Linked DNA regions of Mus musculus: region 1 is linked to region 2. The links are chromatin contacts, called in public Hi-C maps. All regions are on one chromosome and are shown on one strand. Each heading gives the region's core, a stretch centred on a gene start, on an enhancer-like site or on the middle of the called end of the contact. The rest is flanking DNA. Distances are from core to core; before and after follow the strand shown. Region 1 holds the start of Armc7 (armadillo repeat containing 7). Region 2 holds the start of Slc9a3r1 (solute carrier family 9 (sodium/hydrogen exchanger), member 3 regulator 1).

Region 1 (3,847 bases), core at 457-2,956, 310 kb after region 2:
TTGTTTGTTGGTTCAGGCTCCACCAGGCTCCAGCAAGAAAACCTTATCAGGAAAATGATTTTATTTTCATGACTGACGCCAGCCATCCTCCTCCACAAGTCCATCTGGCATGAATAAGCATCTTTAGGAGGCGATCGGTTCCTCTAAGGTGCTGTCACGAGTGCCCCCTCATGGTCAAAGGAAGTACTGCAGCCGTGCATTTGCTGAGTTGCTTATGTTCACTGTCTCTAGACCTTGGGTGGAGACGGCTGAGTAGGTAAAGGTGCTGGCTGCATGCCGACAACTTGAGTTTGATTCCTGGGACCCACATGGACAAGGAGAGGCCCCACTACCACAAGTTGTTCTGTGGCGTGCCCATGTGCGCGCACCATACACACACACAAATAAACGTTATTAAAAAAATTTTTTTGGCCTGTATGAGATGCCATCTTCCAATTGAAGTCTGCCTCTCTGTCTAATGTCCCCTACTGCTTTCCGGATCGCAACTCAGAACTGAGCTTGACCCCACCCCCACCCCCCAAGGAAGTTTCTACTCTGAAGGGCAAATGCCAGGGACCTATTTTTCATTCTAACAGAAAACAGAGTTGGGGCTGGCTAACAGGCCCACGTCCAGGAAAAATAGAATCTGTGATCCTCCAGCTAGGAAATTTTCATCACACTTGCCCGTTGGTAATAATGGCATTAATCTGAGGGCAATAAGCAACGAAGAAATGAGGGTGCAAATGTAGTTTAGTCACGTACATCAAACCTTCACTTCCATCTCCAGCCCCACCCATGCCCAGGTGTGCTGTAATCCCAGTTCTTTGGAGCCTGGGGCTTGGAGACAAGATGGAAGCAAAGTCTACTCTTTTGTAGCCAGGATCTGCTTTGGACCATCCCTGGAAAATTTTGAGGGGAGTCTGCAAAGTATTTGTTCTGGAATCTCAAAGGCTCCAGGTCCCCAGGTCTTTGATGTTCTGACTAGTCAGACGCTTGGCCATCTTGAGCTGAGATGTAAGAAGTCTGCCTAGCCTGCTTCTTATAAAACCTAAAGGGCACAGAGTTCTCACGGAGCAACCTTGGTTCTCAAGCATCCAAACTAAGACTAAAACTCTTGCTCTTGGTTGATGTTGGGCATGGATTGATCACTGGAACTTAAACCCCAGAGGTGGGGGCCAGGGAAAGGTGAAGTACACAAACCATTCTGCTGTGATTCAGGTCCCTGGTACCAAACATAGTACATGACCCCTGACCCTTGCCCTAAAAACCCTTACTGCCTCCATCCTCCACCTCCACCACAGCACGGCAAAGCTGGGCCCCTCCCTGACGCTCCTTGTGACCCTAAGATTGTGTTTGGGGTTTGATGGATGTTCTGTTTTGTTACCAGGGTCTTGCCATGTAGCTCTGGATTGCCTTGTAGACTAAACCGTCCTTAAACTCCGTGTTCTGGGATTAAACTACTATCATGTCTAGATGGCCTGAAGATCCGTCTGCCCGGCTGTCAATCCATCCACCATTCTCTCTCTCCTTTTCTCCTCTTTCCCTCCCCTCTCCCTTCCTCTCTCCTTCGACGCATCCCCGCTGCGGCGGCTGCGCAGTGGAGGGTTAAAGCCTCCAGCTCTAGAAATCCGGAGGGAAGCCCAGGAGGCGCCCAGTAACCACGCCCAATCCCGTCCTGGTCCCGCTCACTCCGTTTCCTGGGGCGGGGCTAGAGAGACTTCCGCCCTGAACCAGGAAGCGGTGCAGGGAGTGTGGTAAGGGGGCGTGCCTGCCTTCAGTTCCGAAAAGCCACAGCGTCTCGCCCGGGTTGAATTTTGGTTTTCAGATCCGGCTCAGACAGGATCCTGAGACCCCTGGCCACCCCCACAGCTCATCCCCAGCTGCAGACGCGGATCTCAGGACAAGACTGGGTTTGCTGCCGCTCTGTCGCCGCCGGGACAGGTCAGGATCCAGGCCTTGTGGCCTCTACCGGAGCTCCCAACTCCGCCGCCCCAGCCATGGCACAGAAACCCAAGATAGACCCCCACGTCGGGCGGCTAGGCTACTTGCAGGCGCTGGTCACAGAGTTCCAGGAAACCGAGAGCCAAGGTAAGAGGTGTAGCGTGGGCACGAGGGACCCAGGAGGGTTCTGACGGCAGCCGCCGCCGCACAGGTCCGACCCCAGGGCTGCTTCCCATTGCAGATGCCAAGGAGCAAGTCCTCGCCAACCTCGCCAACTTCGCTTATGACCCGGGCAACTACCAGTACCTACGGCAACTACAAGTCCTGGACTTATTCCTTGATTCTCTGTCGGAAGAGAATGAAACCCTAATCAAGTTTGCTATTGGTAAGAGTTAGGCTGCCCCCAACCCCCGTGCCCGCGCGCCTCCCCCCAAGTTATAGACTAGAGCGACTTGAGAGTCAGGCATGCCACTCGCCTATAAAACTAGCATTACGGGAGGCTGAAGCAGGAGGATGGTTGCGACTTGGGGGCCAGCCTGGGATTCAGAGTAAGACACTGTCACTAAACAAACTAGTGTTTGGGATGGGATCTCATCTAGGGCAGAGCTGCCGTGTGTGGACCACCTACCTTCTCCTCCTCCACACATTATCGGGGTCACAGCTCATTCCAAACAAGTCGTGTCTTTCTTCCTCTTAGAAAAGAGATAATAAGTGAGGAAATGGGGTGAAACCTCTTTGAAAGAAGTTTAGTTTTTTGTTTGTTTGTTTGCTTGATTTTGATTTTTTTGAGACAGGATTTCTCTGTGTAGCCCTGGCTATTCTGGAACTCACTCTGTAGACCAGGCTGGCCTTGAACTCAGAAATCTGCCTGCCTCTCTGCCTCCCAAATGCTGGGATTAAAGGTGTGCGCCACCACTGCCCGGCTGGAGCTTGCCCTTGTATTGTTTACTGTCAAGAGGTGCAAAGGTAGCTTAGAACTCCTATAGTTGGGTTATTGTAAGGCCGTTTGAATTATTCAAGGTAGACTCTTTTACATTTGCTGTGTAGGTGTGTGTTTGCATGTGTGTGTGGATGAGTGTGAGTATGCATGTGCACCAGGCTGTATGCATGAAATTTGTCAAGAGTCAGTTCTCCCCGAGTACAGTGGTACATGCCTTTCATCCCCAGTACTGGGAAGACAGAGGTAGGTAGATCTTTCCGAGTTCCAGGCCAGCCTAGCGTGAGTACTGAGTTCTGGACCATCTAGGGCTATGTGGTAAGATGTCGTCTCTAAAAACTAAGGTAGTCGTTGTTGTTGTGTTCTCCTCTTCCAGTTGCTAAGGGAAGATCTCTGTGCCTTCAGAGTAGGGCAGTGCACTCCATAGCTGGGCCGTGAGCCTCCAGCTAATGGGGAGAGAGTGCTGGGGTTCCAGATGCTCGACACTGCATCTGGTTTTCTTATGTAGGTCCCTGGAACCGAATTCAGGTCATCAGAATTGTGTGGCAAGCTCTTTTACCTACTAAGCCATCTCCTCTGCCCCATGATAGATAGTCATTATTGGGCACCCTATAAGGAAGGTACTGGCCCAGGTTCTGAGGAGATGGTGAACAGGTTGGGGATTGTATTCTGGAAGGGGAGCTAGGTGGCGAATAAAACAAGCAAAGTAGAGATAAACAGGAACTCAGATGGAGCCATAGGAGGTGTGTCACGCTACTTACGCTACTTCCATTTCAGCCATCTTGGATATGCGATGTAGACAAAGCAGCTAAGCAGGAAGCTGTTAGAGGGAAGCTGATGTGTTAGAGGGAAGCTGATGTGTTAGAGGGAGGCCGATGTGTTAGAGGGAAGCTGATGTGTTAGAGGGGAAGCTGATGTGTTAGAGGGAGGCCGATGTGTTAGAGGGAGGCCGATGTGTTAGAGGGAAGCCGATGTGTTAGAGGGAAGCTG
Region 2 (3,869 bases), core at 1,002-3,501:
GGGTGTGGGAGCTGGTTGTGACCCCATCACCAATCCTCACTAAGGGGGTGAAGGAGACCCCAGACTTCTCCTCTCCCAGCTCCCAGAAAGATAATAAGGGCCCTCATGCAGGGAGCTAGCCCAAAGCCTTGGGCAAGATAAACATGGAGATTGTCCTAAGAGGAATAGCAATTACTAGGTACTGAGTCTGCTTGGCTACCTCTGGCTTTCCCAACCCTCCTTCTGGAAGCGTGCACGGGCTTTTTCTTCAGCACACACGAGCAGTGGGGCACCTGAAAACACTCCTTCCTGATCTCTGGACCTCACATCCCAGGGGATGCCCCGCTCTCCCATGGAACCTCTCTTGTCAACTTTCCACCTGGGTTCCTAGACAACCAGAGGTCAGAGTCTGGAAAAAACTTCCCCTCCCTCCCAATCCCGAGACAAGGTGTACAGCACCACGGATATTTAAGGCAGAGGTCAGAGCCAGATAAAGAACTTGTTGGCTCCTGGAATGGGTGGGAGGCAGAACTGAACAAAGCCATAGGCCAGTTTTTCCCACTAAGCCCCAGCTTGCTCGCTCTCTCTCTCTCTCCCTCTCTCTCTTTAACTTCAGACCAATACTAGGGCAAAATGGTTTTATCTTTTCCTCTTCCGCTAAATCGGGTTGAGAGGGTGGGAAGTTGTCGATTTGGGGGCGGGCTGATGCTATGTGCACAAAACAAGGAAGTATGAGCAAGTCTGGGGTACGGAGAGGGGCAACAAGCCCTGTAGGCCCAAGGCCATGTGTCTCCCAAAGCTCTGATCTGACCCTTAGAAGGAAGGACACTCGGAGGTGTGCAGATCCATGACCAAAGGAAGCTTTACTACATCTATATAGGTTGGGCAGCGAGTGAGGCTCCAAGAAAGTATGCATTACACATATCTGAGGTTACTATATTTGCTTTCAAGGCAGAAATCTTGCTCCCAGAGCAAAGTCAGCACTCTAAACTTGGGTTGATAAGGAAACTCTCTGTGACCTCTCATAGGAAGATCAGGGAGGAGCCTGGGCTCCGGGTTCTCTTCTGGGGCTCTGAGCTGATTGCTGGAGCTCTAGTCACATACATAGCTCTGGGCCTCTGGCATTTCTGTTTTTCCAGAATTAAATTGCAGTATTTTGGAAAATATACTCTGACCGGTTTTTCCCCCTCTGTTTATTCCCAGAAGGAGGATCGTGTTAGAGAGTTTGTTACGTGGCACGTTGTGGGAAACTGTTACCCAATGTCCGAATCATTCCATCTTCACCCATTGGCGTCCTCATAGGTTCAACTTACCCTTAACTGACTACCCTCCCCCACCCCCAGCCTCTGTGGCCACATCTGCGCTGGCAAGAGGGAGCTGGAATGCTTATCTCACAATCCAAGTCATTTTTCTGTTGAACAAAGCCAGTCTTCCATTCCCTCTGAAGTGAATCCTGAGATTGACTACCTAGCTGTCTCACCCGCCCTCTCTCCGTGGCTAAAGGCTACTGCCAAAACTAAGCCCTTTATTTATTATTCATTTATCTGTTCTCAGACAGCCTGTCTTCCAGGTGGGCTGCAAGGAGCCTCAGTCTCTACCAAGCCCTACAAGTTTCTAGAAGGGATCAGAGCCCAAACCTCTGTCTATATGCATGTCCAGGGATAGAGGGGCGGCTCCACAAGAAGAAACTTTGTTATTTAAACAACTCTACTCCGGAGTTATTCTGTTACAGTTACCCTGTTACAGTGTTACTGTGTTACAGAAGACATCCGTCCGGTTCTTAAGTTGGCTCTGGGGAGGGGGAGGAGTGAGTGTGGGGGAGCATGGGGTGGTTTCCCCAGCAACTGTCGCTCCCCTCTCTCGGGCCAAGCTATGCAACAGGCTTTGGCTCAAGGCGGTTAAAGCGTTGAGAATCCTTTACCCAGAGACTAGCTCTTCTAAATCCCCCTCCACAACGTGGAAACCAGAGCGGAGCCCGTGGGGCCTCTGGGCTCAGTACCTGGAACCCCGCCCCAGCCCCGGCCTCGGCCCCGCCCGATCAGCCCAACTCCGCACTTGGTAACAAACACTTCCACTTCCTGGGCTCTCTTTTCTTCTCCCGCTGCGGGGTGCCGCGCCGAGTGCAGGCCACGCCCCACTCTCCTGATTGGTTAGATTTGTTCACCCTGGCGCAAGAGCCCGGTTCGTGATTTCTGATTGGTCTACTGTGATCCACACCCACCGCGCGGCCCCGCCCTCGGGTTTAGGAGCTGGGGCGGGTTCTGGAACGCTCAGACGCCGCGCAGGGCGGGGATTGGCCGGCTCCCTTCCTGTGCGTTCGCAACCGCGGTTCCCGGGACACCTGTTCCCTGTGCCCCGTGCGGTGCTCAGCTCCCAACTCGAGCTCTGCGGCTCGGGGAGAAAGGTCGTGAGTCCCCGGCCTCCGACGGCACCCGCGCTGAGCCTTCGCAGAACAAGATGAGCGCGGACGCAGCGGCCGGGGAGCCTCTGCCCCGGCTCTGCTGCCTGGAGAAGGGTCCAAATGGCTACGGCTTCCACCTGCACGGGGAGAAGGGCAAGGTGGGCCAGTTTATCCGTCTGGTAGAACCTGGCTCGCCGGCCGAGAAGTCGGGGTTGTTGGCTGGAGACCGATTGGTGGAGGTGAACGGTGAGAATGTGGAGAAGGAGACGCATCAGCAGGTGGTGAGCCGCATCCGCGCAGCGCTGAACGCCGTGCGCCTGCTGGTGGTCGACCCGGAGACCGACGAGCGTCTCAAGAAGCTGGGCGTCTCGATCCGGGAAGAGCTGCTGCGCCCCCAGGAGAAGTCCGAACAAGCCGAGCCTCCAGCGGCCGCCGACACTCATGAGGCTGGGGACCAGAATGAGGCCGAAAAGAGCCACTTGGTAAGTGCGGGTTGGGCTTGGTGTAGGACTAGGATTCTAGAGAGACTCGGGCACCCCGGACTTCCAAGCACTTTCTGAAACTCGAGCAGCGAGGAGGAAACGGCTTCTGCCCTCTGTCCCGGAGCCTTCGCAGTTTCTAAGGCGAGCTTCGGAGTGCGACCAGCGACCCCACCGCCCTGTCCGGGCTGGCTGGGGAGCGGAGCTCCTTTGCCGCCTGCATCTCCTGACTGCTTGAACTTTGCGAAGACGGCGCAAAGAAACCCAGTCCCCTTCTCTGCTCCCATTCCTTGGATTCCGCCCCACAACCCGGACTCATTCCTGGGTTATCCTTGCCTACAGCTAAGCTAAGAGCTCTCCCCACCACCCCCCGCATCTCCCTCCCTCCCTCCCTCTTTCTACTCTCTTCTCTTCAGTCCCTGTGGATGGTAGCTCAAAGTGGCTTAAAGGCTGAATAACTAAGGGTCCCTGGGAGGACCCCTTCAGCCCTACCCACATCCTGGGTCCTCTAGTTTGTGCATCATTAACTCACACCGGTTGGACTTCATCCTTCTCAAGACTAAAGTGACTTCTAAGAAAGAGAGGAAGTCTCAACGTCTCGGAGCTAGGGGTGGGGGTGGGGTGCCGGGAGGAGGTGCAGAAGCGTCTTGGGGGTGGTGGCTCTGCCACCCCGGAGGATTTATGGTCCTCTGGAATGTGAGGAGTAAGCGCTCGCTAGCTGGTATCTGGGAGCCTGGTGGGAGGACCTTAGAAGAGGAGGAAAAGGAGAAAGATGGGTGGGGGAGGGAGCAGGAACAGGCCAGGCAGCGTCCTGCAGAGCCGACCCTCGCAGGTGGTCCCGCCCTGGTGTCTCCTCTTCTCTGTCCAGCGATTGTAAGCCGGCTGGTTGGGTTTTGCCAGTGGTTGGTATTTCCCCCAAACAACCCCAGTTTGGATCAGCTGCTGGAGGGGCAGTTGGCAAAACAGGAGTTGTGCTGAGAGCCTCCCTGTCCCTTAGAAAACAAGGAGGG

The links. Hi-C and Micro-C count contacts between places; a contact is called where the count stands out from the background.
Region 1: a Hi-C map of embryonic stem cells shows a contact between it and region 2, with 3 times the contacts expected there. The contact joins the promoter of Armc7 here to the promoter of Slc9a3r1 in region 2. A contact is called at or near these places in 5 of 39 promoter capture datasets (cranial neural crest, embryonic stem cells, frontonasal cranial neural crest and 2 more), 1 of 15 datasets of contacts at CTCF or cohesin (the NIH/3T3 cell line), 22 of 484 Hi-C or Micro-C datasets (CD4 T cells, CD8 T cells, CD8 central memory T cells and 13 more), 10 of 115 datasets of contacts at active chromatin or transcription factors (the SCID.adh cell line, bone marrow-derived dendritic cells, effector CD8 T cells and 4 more) and 2 of 9 other capture datasets (liver and pancreatic islet).

The regions. Positions count from the first base shown.
Region 1 is chr11:115,473,961-115,477,807 of GRCm38.p6, forward strand. Armc7 (armadillo repeat containing 7) reads left to right here and starts at 1,707. Exons shown (of 3, transcript NM_177778.5): 1 at 1,707-2,067; 2 at 2,162-2,305. The coding sequence starts at 1,977. It overlaps Slc16a5 (solute carrier family 16 (monocarboxylic acid transporters), member 5), which reads left to right. Exons shown (of 4, transcript NM_001080934.1): 4 at 1-438.
Region 2 is chr11:115,161,090-115,164,958 of GRCm38.p6, forward strand. It overlaps Slc9a3r1 (solute carrier family 9 (sodium/hydrogen exchanger), member 3 regulator 1), which reads left to right and starts at 2,252. Exons shown (of 6, transcript NM_012030.2): 1 at 2,252-2,862. The coding sequence starts at 2,437. It overlaps Rab37 (RAB37, member RAS oncogene family), which reads left to right. Exons shown (of 9, transcript NM_021411.4): 9 at 1-1,151.